Linked DNA regions of Mus musculus: region 1 is linked to region 2. Evidence: chromatin contacts called from public HiChIP or PLAC-seq data. All regions are on one chromosome and are shown on one strand. The core of a region is the stretch at or near the end of the contact, and the rest is flanking DNA. Distances in the headings are between cores, read along the strand shown. Region 1 holds the start of Osbpl9 (oxysterol binding protein-like 9). Region 2 overlaps Osbpl9 (oxysterol binding protein-like 9).

Region 1 (5,276 bases), core at 865-3,364, 54 kb before region 2:
GCTTTGAGAAAGTTCCCTTCTCATTCAGGCCCAACCCCTCTTCCCTTTATTTTTTTTCCCATAGCACTTAACAATTTGTAACTCACACATCAAAGATTTTGTTGTTTATCCTTGCCTTCCTTTCTACCTTCTGCAAATGTTCTCAAAGCCTTAAAAGAGTGCATAGAGCAAAACAGCATGTGTGCTTAAGTACAGTCCCCTGATTCTGGGAGTTGAATTTAGGGACTCACATATGTTGGGCAAGCACTCTGCTACTGGGCTATATTCCCAGACTATGGTTATTAAGTGTGTGGTTTGTGTAACAAATACATAAATGGACATTGGGGGTGGTCTCTTGTGAGGTGTCAAGAATGATCTATGTTTTCTTAAGAAAAGGCAGGTCTGATAGCTATTCTTGGTTGTCAACTTGACTACATCGGGAATTAACTAAAATCCAAACATGGCTGGGCACACCTGTGGTAGATTTTTGCTTAACTGGATGATATGAAGTGGGAAGATCCACCTCTAGTCTGAGCCACACTTTCTCCTGGAAACCTATAAATAGGGCATCAAGAAGGACGCTTTCTCCTTTTCTGCCTACGTCTCTCACTTTTGCTAGCAAGTCCATTACTTCACTGGCATTAGGGCCTATTCTTTCCAGATTTTGGCATACACAGAAGACTAGCTAGCTGAGACATCCAATTACTAGTTTCTTGGATTTTCTATGCATAGGCAGCCATTGTTGTCTTTGCTTAATCACATCCTGTAATAAATCCCACTCTGTGTGTGTGTGTATATCTATCGATCTCTCTATATATACACAAATATATTCATTCTGTAAGTATTTTTACTCTAAAGATCCCTGACTAATATAGCAGGGGTAGAATGTTCTCCTGGCATGCACAAAGCCCTAGATTTTTCTCTACAGTAAAACAACAAAACAAAACAAGAAGTATATGAGTTCTTTTTGCCTGCATGCATATCTGTGTACTACATACATGTCTGGGGCCAGGGAGGCCAAAAGAGGATCACTGGGTTCTTCTTCCCCTTCTTTTTCTAGATTTATTTATTTATTTTATGTATGTGAGTACACAGTTGGTCTTCAGACACACCAGAAGAGGGAATCAGATCTCATTACAAATGGTTGTGAGCCACCCTGTGGTTGCTGGGAATTGAACTCAGGACCTCTGCAAGAGCAGTCAGTGCTTACCCGATGATGAGCCATCTCTCCAGCTTTCCCAATCACTAGGTTCTTAAATATAGAATTCTTTGGCCAGGTGTGGTGGCTCTCACCTTTAACCCAAGCCCAGAAGCAGACAGATCTCTGTGAGTTAGAGGACAGCCTGGTCTACCTATATATAGCAAATACCAGAACAGCCAAGGCTGCAAAAGAGACTCTGTCTCCAAAAAAAAAAAAAAAAAAAAAAAAAAACAAAAAACCCAACAAAACTTATGTTACAATTTAAAAAAAAGTTTTATGTAGCACCCACTACTCTCAAACTCATTATGTAGTCAAGGATTATCTTGAACTTACAAAAAAAAAATTTAGTTTTAGTTATATGTACTTTAGTGAGTATGTCTGAGTGGGGTGGGAATATTTGCTCCTAAGTGCTGGTACCCTCAGTTCTGATGGCCTGGAGTTACAGGCAGTTGTGTGCTCCCCTACCCTCCAGATCCTCTTGAAGATGTTTTTCTCTTATTCTCTCTGTCTGTCTGTCTCTCCCTCCCTCCCTTACACCCACCTCTAAACCCCCCTCCCCTCCGTCTCTCTGTCCCCCCACTCCCCTTTTCTCCTTCTCTCCTTTTTTTCTTTTCTTTTTTTTGTCAGTCTTACTTAGCTGAGTCTGGCTTTGAACTACCGATCCTCTGGTCTCCCAAGTGCTGGGATTACAGGTATCCACCTTCACGCCTGTTTTGGATAAATAATCTAAATATTCACGCTCGCTTTCTCAGTTTTCTGCCTCCATAACAGCCCGCCCTATACACAATAGGCGAAGAGAGAAAGAAACAAAGCATGCTTGACTAGGATTGCCAGGGGCGTGGGTCCACCAGCTGCACAGAGGAGCCGCACCTGGCCCCGCCCACTCACGCCCTGGTCCCGCCTAGGCTCTCGGAGACCCCGCCCCCTGCATGCCGAATGCCATATAGGCGACTGACGTCAGGCCGTTTGTTGTCATTGGCGGCTCCCAAGATGGCGTCCATCGTGGAAGGGCCGCTGAGCAAATGGACTAACGTGATGAAGGGATGGCAGTATCGTTGGTTCGTGCTGGACTACAATGCAGGGCTGCTCTCCTACTACACGGTGAGTGGCTGAGGCCGCGCTGCTGGGACGGCGAGCTACGCGGAGCCGGGGCGGGGGTGCTCCGCTGAGAGACCGCCGTACGCGAGGTTCCCTTGTGGAGGAGGGCTTTGCGTGCGGGTAGCCAATGACCAGAAGGGAGATGCGGACCCAGCCAGTGAGCAGCGCCGGCCGGCTGATTTATGGGCCGGGGGCGAGCCGGGTGTCTCAGGGAGTGGTTCTGTGACTAGGTAGGGTCTGCGCTGAGACGAGGTACGGGTGGGCGTAGTCCCGGTGTGGCAGGTCAGCCTAGCTGTCCACACTGTGCGTCTCTCCTGTCCCCAGCCCGGGCACTGGCCGCACCCCTTAGCTTCCCTCCAGGGCTCGAAGAGCGCTGCCTTCTCGGAGCAGTGGTCAGAGGAACCTGGCCAGGTCCAAAGGTGACCCGCGTCCACACCGTGGGCTCTGAAATCCCATCAGTCTGTCCAGCAAGGCTGTCCTACTGTGGGGATGCACCCCTCTTTCCAGCGGGGCACGAGTGTAACGGACTCCGTAACTTTTGAGAGCAGAGGATTCCCTCTGCGCGAGTCTTCTGGTTGCGGAGATGTAGAAAGAGATGGTGCAGTTGCCCTGAAAGTTGTGTTCTGGAGAGGACCGACTTCGCTGTTGTTGACGCGAGTTAGTGGCCCAGGGTAGGTAGATGAAATGCTGTGGAGCCTATGTTCTGACCGCCTCTTCCACCTCCTTCGCATTAGAAATGGAAGGTGGGCGGTGTTGGAGAAATTACTAACGGGGCCACTTTCTTTGAGCTGTATTGTTAATAATAGCCCGTGAGAAGAAGAAAAGCACCCAGAAGGACAAAATATAGAATGTCTTGAAGGCTTTAGAAAATGATAGAAGAAAAACGAAGAAATACGATTATGGGAGAAGAGTTAGTGTGGATGAGGGAAGTAGGGACACATAGTTATTCATTCATTTAAAAATATCATTGAGTTCCTGTCCTGCGGGTCTTCATTCCAGCAAGAATCGACAGCTGTGTAGACGCTGCCTCTCTTCTCGAGCTTTTAGTGTAGTCTAGTGGGCACCTTAATTCATTTACTCTTAATAAATTTGCAAGGTAGGTATTCATTATTCCCATTTAATGCTCCCATTTTACAGTTTTGGAATCTGAGACTCCAGGCTTTTAAGTAATTAGCTCAAGATCACATACACAGCTGTAAGTGGTGGAGTCAGGCTTCCCATTAAATTTCTCTTTTGCTACAGGAAGTAGAAAAGTACATGCTGTTAGGCAGGTCTGCCAAACTACAAGCGTTGGTCACCTTTATCATTCTTTGGATATGAACTTATGTTCTCTGTGTCTTTATTATTTTTATTTTTGATGGAGCCCAGGGCCTCGAAAATGCTAGGTCAACACTTTACCACTGACCCACATTCCTAGCCTCTCTTCTACGTAATTTTTAAAGGATCAAATTTTAATGAGACACAAACATATTGTTCAAAGCTGAATACAGTAGCTTGTATATGTAGCCTCTTAATTTTAAGGTCAAGCCAGGTCAGTGTACCTAAAGAGACCCTGTCTCAAAACAAAACAAACAACACCCCAAAACAAACAAAACCAAAAAACAACCCCCAACCAAATATATTAAAAAACAAAAAACACACACACATCATACTATGTCAGATGGAAAAGGAACAACTACACATTTTATCTTGAAAAACTGAAGAATTATGAAATCCCACGACTAAGATAAATAAAGAATAATATCAAATTTCACTAAATGTGATAATCAGCAAACTCTATGGATCCTAGCCAGCATATTCATGATGGAGTAATTAGTAGCACTGTAGAATTAAGTTACTCTTCAAATCCCAAAATTTGTGTGGTCTGAGTCTAGGGCCATCCTAGAGTTAAAATTCTAGGGAGCCCTTAGCCCAGATAAAAATATCCTTTTTCCTTGTTTTCTTTCTTTCCTGATTTTTTTTTTAAATCTTTTATGTCTTCTTGTCCTGTAGATTTAGAGAGTTTGAACTCCTTGTCCTTCTGACTAAATAGAAGTTTTTCATAGACGTCTTTCTTCTTCCTTAATACCTGCCTTCTGAGATTAGATTCTCTAAAGCATTATCTTTGTCAGAGGAAGAGGGGATCATATTTCTCAATGATGGCTGTTTTAAAACATTTCTCCTGTTGTTTACTTACAGGGAATTGTACTATCTTGTGAAGCTAGAGTGGTAATCACAAGGAGAGAGTAGGAGTCGGATTGAAGGTAGGCAGTGAGTTCTGTCACAGTTTGAGTGCATTAGCGTTCTGATGGGTCTATCTGTAATTTGCGTGTAGCTAATTTTTACAGCCACACCTTCTAGTAAGAATATCTGAACTGGTTGTGCCAAATTTTTTTTCTAATGCATTTAATTTTCAAAGAATAAAACACTCAGACAGTTTAAATACAAGCTCAGCAGAGTGACTCTCAGTCAGTCAGCGATGGTGCCATTGAGTGTTCTAGTTTCTTTTCCTCTTTTCCAAGAGGAAGAAGGCTCTGACACTTTCTCCATATTTAAATTTCTTATCCGCAATAGAATCTGCATTTCTTGTGGACGCAAGGACTTCTCTGCATCTGTGTCAGGAATTTCAAGTCCCAGTTCGTCCTCCATGACATCGACACTTGGTTCTTTATAAATTTACTGAGAGAGCTTTTCTGGGTCAGTCTCAACATAGAGTTTCAAGACAAACAGCCTGTGCTTCTTGATTCCCTCTAAGTCAGGGGGGTTCGTACTGGTGGTACTAGTGTGTGACCCTCCCAGGCACCTACGCTTTCAAGCACTGGGCTGGCTGCAGAGCCCTGAGCTTGGTTTAGTTTCCCACAGGGCACAGAGTTGTGCCAAGTGGCTGTTTCAAGGCCAGTGTTGGAAGCTGGAGTAGTGTTCGAAGGCCAAGGGCAGGCAGCAGATATAGGCGAAAAGGACATAAGCTGACATGGCCACACCAACCCAGGACATACTTGCCAATTGTGCCACATTTAAT
Region 2 (5,177 bases), core at 1,894-4,393:
ACTATCGTCTTACCTGGAAGGAACTAATGTAAACTAGGACCTTTATATAACAATGCAGTTTAATGCAATTACAAAATGCTATGCCCTCAATGTTCCACTACTCAGAAGCAATAGCAGCGTGGTGATAGTAAACCTATCCCAGCTATCGAATTGCTCCTAAGTAACTGATAGGAACCAGACACTTTTCCACCCACTGTGAACATTAACTGCTAACCCGCAAGTGCAGATAGCTTAGCTTCTTGTTTTAGAGTTGGAGAAAGTGAGTTTTAGGAAGCCCAAGTGGTAGAGCCAAGATTTGTGCTCAGCTCCATCTAGGTCAATGGTTCTTTCTTTCCTTTCTTTTTTTTTTTGTTTTTTTGTTTTTTTGTTTTTTGAAAACCCTGTGTAGCCCTGGCTGTCCTGGAACTGGAACTCACTCTATAGACCAGGCTGGCCTTGAACTCAGAGATCCACCTGCCTCTGCCTCCCAAGTGCTGGGATTAAAGGTGTGCGCCACCACTGCCTAGTTAGGTCAGTGGTTCTTAAAGTGTGTTTGCAGATAGAGCTTCAGCACCATGGGGGGTGTGCTAGGAATGCCTCTCTTGCCCTGTGACTCAGCAGCTCTGGAATGTGTCCTCTCCAGGGATTATAATACACTTGAAAGCTTAAGATCCAGAGGCTAGATAAGTAGCTGTACTTACATACAAGTTTACTCTTGCAACAACCTTAGAATCGTCCTCAGTGTATAGATGAGTGAGGTGTAGTGTCAAATGACTTGGTCTTGATTGTAGATTGCCCATAGTGTGCATGGTTTCATTTGTATTGAAGGGATCTCTTGGCTTCAGCAAACCTGATCTGTAAAAAAATATTTTTTTTTTAAAAGGTGAAAACTATGCATCTAGGCGTGGTGGCAGGATTGTAAGTTTGAACATAGACTAAATTACATAGTGAGGCCCTATCTCAAAAACAGGGGAGGGGGGAGCTTTACTGAGGACATCTATTAAACAGTACAAACTTTAGTTAAATTTATCTGGAATATTTTATAGTGACACAAGTTTCCTGAGATAAAATATACCACTTTTAAGGATGGAAAAGAAGCTTAAGTTAGAGCTATGTAAGTCTCCATGGAAAAAGTCACCTGTGGTTGGCCTGATAAACCACTGCTTTCAGCTCAGTCCATTAAAGCCTGATTGTTTACTAAAGTGCAACCTAGTGCTCAATACTGAAGAAAAGTATTTAATTTTTAAAAAAGTCCTATTGATCAAGTATATCAGTGCATCAGTGCTTCACTGCATTAATACCAGTCAACTTAGCACACACCCACATGGCCAAGATGCTTAGAATAGACGGTAAGTCATTAGGCTAAAGCATGGTTATAGGTTTGACTGTCTTCTACTTTGAGAGCAATGTTAGCTCAGCATTATCACCAGCGAACAGATGTCACTGTCTTGGGTTGACTTAAGATGTTTCCTCTGTTATGTTATGTTTCTGATTTTTATGTGGTAATGTTTCCAGTACAAAAAGTCACACATTTCATGTAAAGGAAGTGAATCAGCTCTAATTAATTCTGTAATTAGCTGGTTTAATTTCAGTGGTACTCGGGATATTTGTGTGGGTTGATAGAGCTGGACTCGTGTGTTGGGAGTTGGTTATATTGCTGTGGGAGGATTAGATCTCGCTAGTGTACCTATGTTCTTCTTAATTTGTTTTCTACTTTCAATCCTCCCTAGATATTTGAAATTATAATCTTCCCAAGTTTAATTATGAACTCCAGTATAGTGAGTAGCCAGTTAGACCTACCTCTCTAATCCATTTTTATTTTTGTTAGTAATTTACATTTTATTCCACAATTCATTTTTCTTACTCACTAAAATAAATTTTCAATGTAACAATCTAAGGAGAGTATTGAAAAGATGACGCTAATTATCACTCCAGTCCTTCTTCCTGAAGGGAAGAACAATGCCATTTCCTTGACCCTTCAGTCCTGTGTATGTTTAAGAACAACTTTTCCTGTGGCTACTAGGTAACTTTTATGTAGCCATGACAAGATACCTGATGGAAACAACTTAAAGGTGAGAAATCCCATTCAGCTCATGGTTTCCAAGGCATAATTAGTGTACCATGCGGTAGAGGGCATAGCAGAGCGGTAAGTGGGAATGGGGGTTTATTTGGGTTACTTCGGGAACACAGACAACTGAAGGGAAATGTGTCATGGAAAGCCACATCTCAGCATGGGCGGTGACTCTTGGAAGCTTCAGTTGCTAGAGCTCCCTGCAGGCAGTCATCAGTCTTCTGTCTCAAGCAAGTGCTGCTTATATATTATATAACCTTGGGAGGAGACCTGTGGATCTTACTTAGTAGGCAATCTTTTCAGTTTGGGGCACATTGCTTGGTGTGTGCTGGTGGAGAGAGAGAGTAAAGATTCATAATGAAAGGAACGTTTCTACAAGCCGTTAGACATATGTAGAAAACTCTAGGGTTCAATTTACTTCATCCAGTTTTGTTTTATTCTGGTTTGGTTTTTGATTTCTGGAGACTGGGTTTATCTGTGTAGCCTTGGTTGTCCTGGAACTCACTCTGACTGGATTTGAACTCAGAGATCCACCTACCTCTGCCTCCAGAGTGCTGGGATCAAAGGTGTGGCCCACCACTGCCTGGCCGCTAAGGGCCAGTTTAATGTTATGCTGGTCCTTCACAGGGATCGAACCCACCCTAGTGAGGTAGATATTTTTATCCTCACCATCCAGGGGTGGGCTTGAGGCTTGTATTAATTTGTATTTTTGGTCACACATGCAGGAAGTAACAGGGCCAAGATTTATATTGACAATTCTCATTATACAGTACTGTTTGTTTCCACCTTACTTTCTTGTGATTCTGGGTCAGTCACTCTGACTTATATTTTATCATACCGGAGCCCCTTTGTATCCACGTCACTTTCTCCCATTGCAGTATTAGTGTTTCATGGGAGTAGGTGTCGCAGGGTTCTTCTGTGCTCAGTGTATATCCAAGCAGAGGTCGACACTGCCTGGGCCCACTGAGGCAAGGTTAACTGGGACATTGGTCACATGGTAGTGAGTCACATCACAAGGCATGCTCAGTTCTGTCACCAACTATTAGGGAGGCTTGGAAGCCTAGCCACAGGACGCATGGGGATGTTCCCTGAATGGAGTTAATGACCAGGGAGTCAGACATTGACCTGTGCTCCATCTTCTTTCAGTTCTGGTCATGCTGCACAGTTCTCTTCTTACGCCAGCAGAGGGAGCAGTTCAAAGTGTTCGAGGGGAAAAAGCCCAACACATCTTCCTAGTTATTTGTTCTGTTCAGAAACTTGGTTTTCCTAGGAAAACTGAAGTGGTGCCTGAAATGGTGATGGTGCACAGTGATCTGCATAAACATAAATTGTGTTTGTCGTGAGTGCTGAATCGATGACATTCGATAGCTGTGTCTAGATTGTCTTCTAGAGGATGGGGCTGAAGCTTGTGGGACGTGCAGGGTTGTAACTACAGTCTTGATCTAGAAGTGTATCCTTTCTGAAGGAAAGGCAAAGATATTGTATTAGCAGCTTAGAGCTAAATATAGAAGAGAGAGGAAGTGGCTTGCTGCTGTTTGCCCTGAGCAGAATTCCTTGGAGAAACTGGAGCCAGAATGAAACCTTCAGATGGAATGTTGTTCTTGATAATTCAGAAATGCCTTCCCGCTTCTCCACTCCACAGGAACATGCGCACACTTCTCTTTAAGTACAAAAGCTCCCCCCCCCAGGAGCTAAAGAATGTCGTTTTTTCTAAGCATTTTATTAAAGTATAAGCATTTTATAAAGTAGCATACATTCATTATTATAATTTCTTGTAGGCTTCTGTTACTTTGTTAGGTCTTATCTAATTGATCTTGTTTATTTCAAAAGCAAACAAAAGAATTAGTAGCTGATTCATTTTTCACGTGTCACTTGCTTTGTTTTAGTCTTTTTCATAAATTTTACTTATTATTTCATTTTTATTGGCTTGTCTCACCCTGCAGTCTGGACCTGGAACTCTATCTAGACCAAACTGGCTTTGAACTGAGGGGTGATCCCCCTGACTCAGCTCTCCAAGTGCTGGTCATTCAGGCATGAGCTGCCACACCTAGCTCCTTCCTGAATTTTTTTTTTTTTTTTTTTTTTGAGAGACAGGGTTTTTCTGTGTAACCCTGGCTGTCCTGGAACTCACTCTGTAGACCAGGCTGGCCTCGAACTCAGAAATCCACCTGCCTCTGCCTTCTGAGTGCTGGGATTAAAGGTGTGCGCCATCACGCCCAGCTTTTTTTGTTTTTAAATAGGCATTGATTTCTCCTCCCCTTTTTTTCTTTATTAATCCAAGTAAAGTGATTATATCTTCCTTTCCTTTTGACCTTCTGTATGTCTCCTTGTGAGCTGAGACTTGGTTTGGCCCCTTAAAATCACCTTCTTTTGCCCCACTCTTCCCTCTCATCCCAAAATGCATTAAAGAGAAATTCTCATTTTTTCCCATAATAACATGTATTTGAATACTTCTTACTCATAAATTCAGTAAAACTTTTATTATTTTCTTAAAGACAAGTCCTGAAATATGGCTTTGGCTTACTTGATATTTGTTATGTATCCCAAGCTGGTTTTGAATTCAAATCCTCCCACCTAAGCTTCCAGAGTGCTGGGATTGCACGCAGGTATTGTACCATTAGCTTCTAGGGCTAGAGAGATGGCTCAGTGGATAAAGCACTGCCACCCAAGCTCGAGGACCTGAGTTTGGATTCCTAGAACCCATGGGAAAAGCTGGTGACAAGCTTAGCGTCAGTGAGAGACCTTGACTAACATAAGGTAGAGAGTGATTGAGGAAAATGCCTGACTTCACACATACACATATATGCATACATGTTCATGCACATATACAAATGCAGACCCCCCTACAAATGCACACACCCCATGCACAACTTGTACACGTGTGCACACACACCTACATACACATGCATGTGCATGCACACACTTTAAACAGCAAACAAACCACTTCTGACAGTTGAGGCTTATCAGATTTTAGGATTGACTACGTCAGAGGCTTTTTAAGCCATAAGTAAAAATTTTGGAGTCATCTTGGTTTTCATCTTGTATATTCTTTTGTTGTGTTTTGTTTAAGGTTTTGCTGGGCTGGCCTGGACTGACAGTCCTCTTCTGATTCCTGAGGGCTCCAGCA

The links. HiChIP or PLAC-seq counts read pairs in DNA pulled down with a chosen protein or histone mark.
Region 1: a CTCF HiChIP or PLAC-seq map of the NIH/3T3 cell line shows a contact between it and region 2, with 11 read pairs. The contact joins the promoter of Osbpl9 here to the enhancer-like site in region 2. A contact is called at or near these places in 1 of 39 promoter capture datasets (neutrophils), 1 of 15 datasets of contacts at CTCF or cohesin (the NIH/3T3 cell line), 2 of 115 datasets of contacts at active chromatin or transcription factors (both in embryonic stem cells) and 2 of 9 other capture datasets (adipose tissue and pancreatic islet).

Annotation. Positions count from the first base shown.
Region 1 is chr4:109,199,110-109,204,385 of GRCm38.p6, reverse strand. Osbpl9 (oxysterol binding protein-like 9) reads left to right here and starts at 2,114. Exons shown (of 24, transcript NM_001368727.1): 1 at 2,114-2,281. The coding sequence starts at 2,171. Gm46867 (a long non-coding RNA gene) reads right to left here and starts at 2,193. Exons shown (of 3, transcript XR_001784406.1): 1 at 2,137-2,193.
Region 2 is chr4:109,145,812-109,150,988 of GRCm38.p6, reverse strand. The region is part of intron 3 of Osbpl9 (oxysterol binding protein-like 9); the gene reads left to right. Gm52703 (a long non-coding RNA gene) reads right to left here. Exons shown (of 3, transcript XR_003955256.1): 2 at 681-834. Among named protein-coding and RNA genes, the nearest start is that of Gm52703, 15 kb to the right of the region's middle. Within about 2 kb of position 3,143, at least 85 of the 459 cell types and tissues checked have an H3K27ac peak or open chromatin away from gene starts, as enhancers often do. A contact at or near this core is called in the NIH/3T3 cell line and adipose tissue, where this site is marked.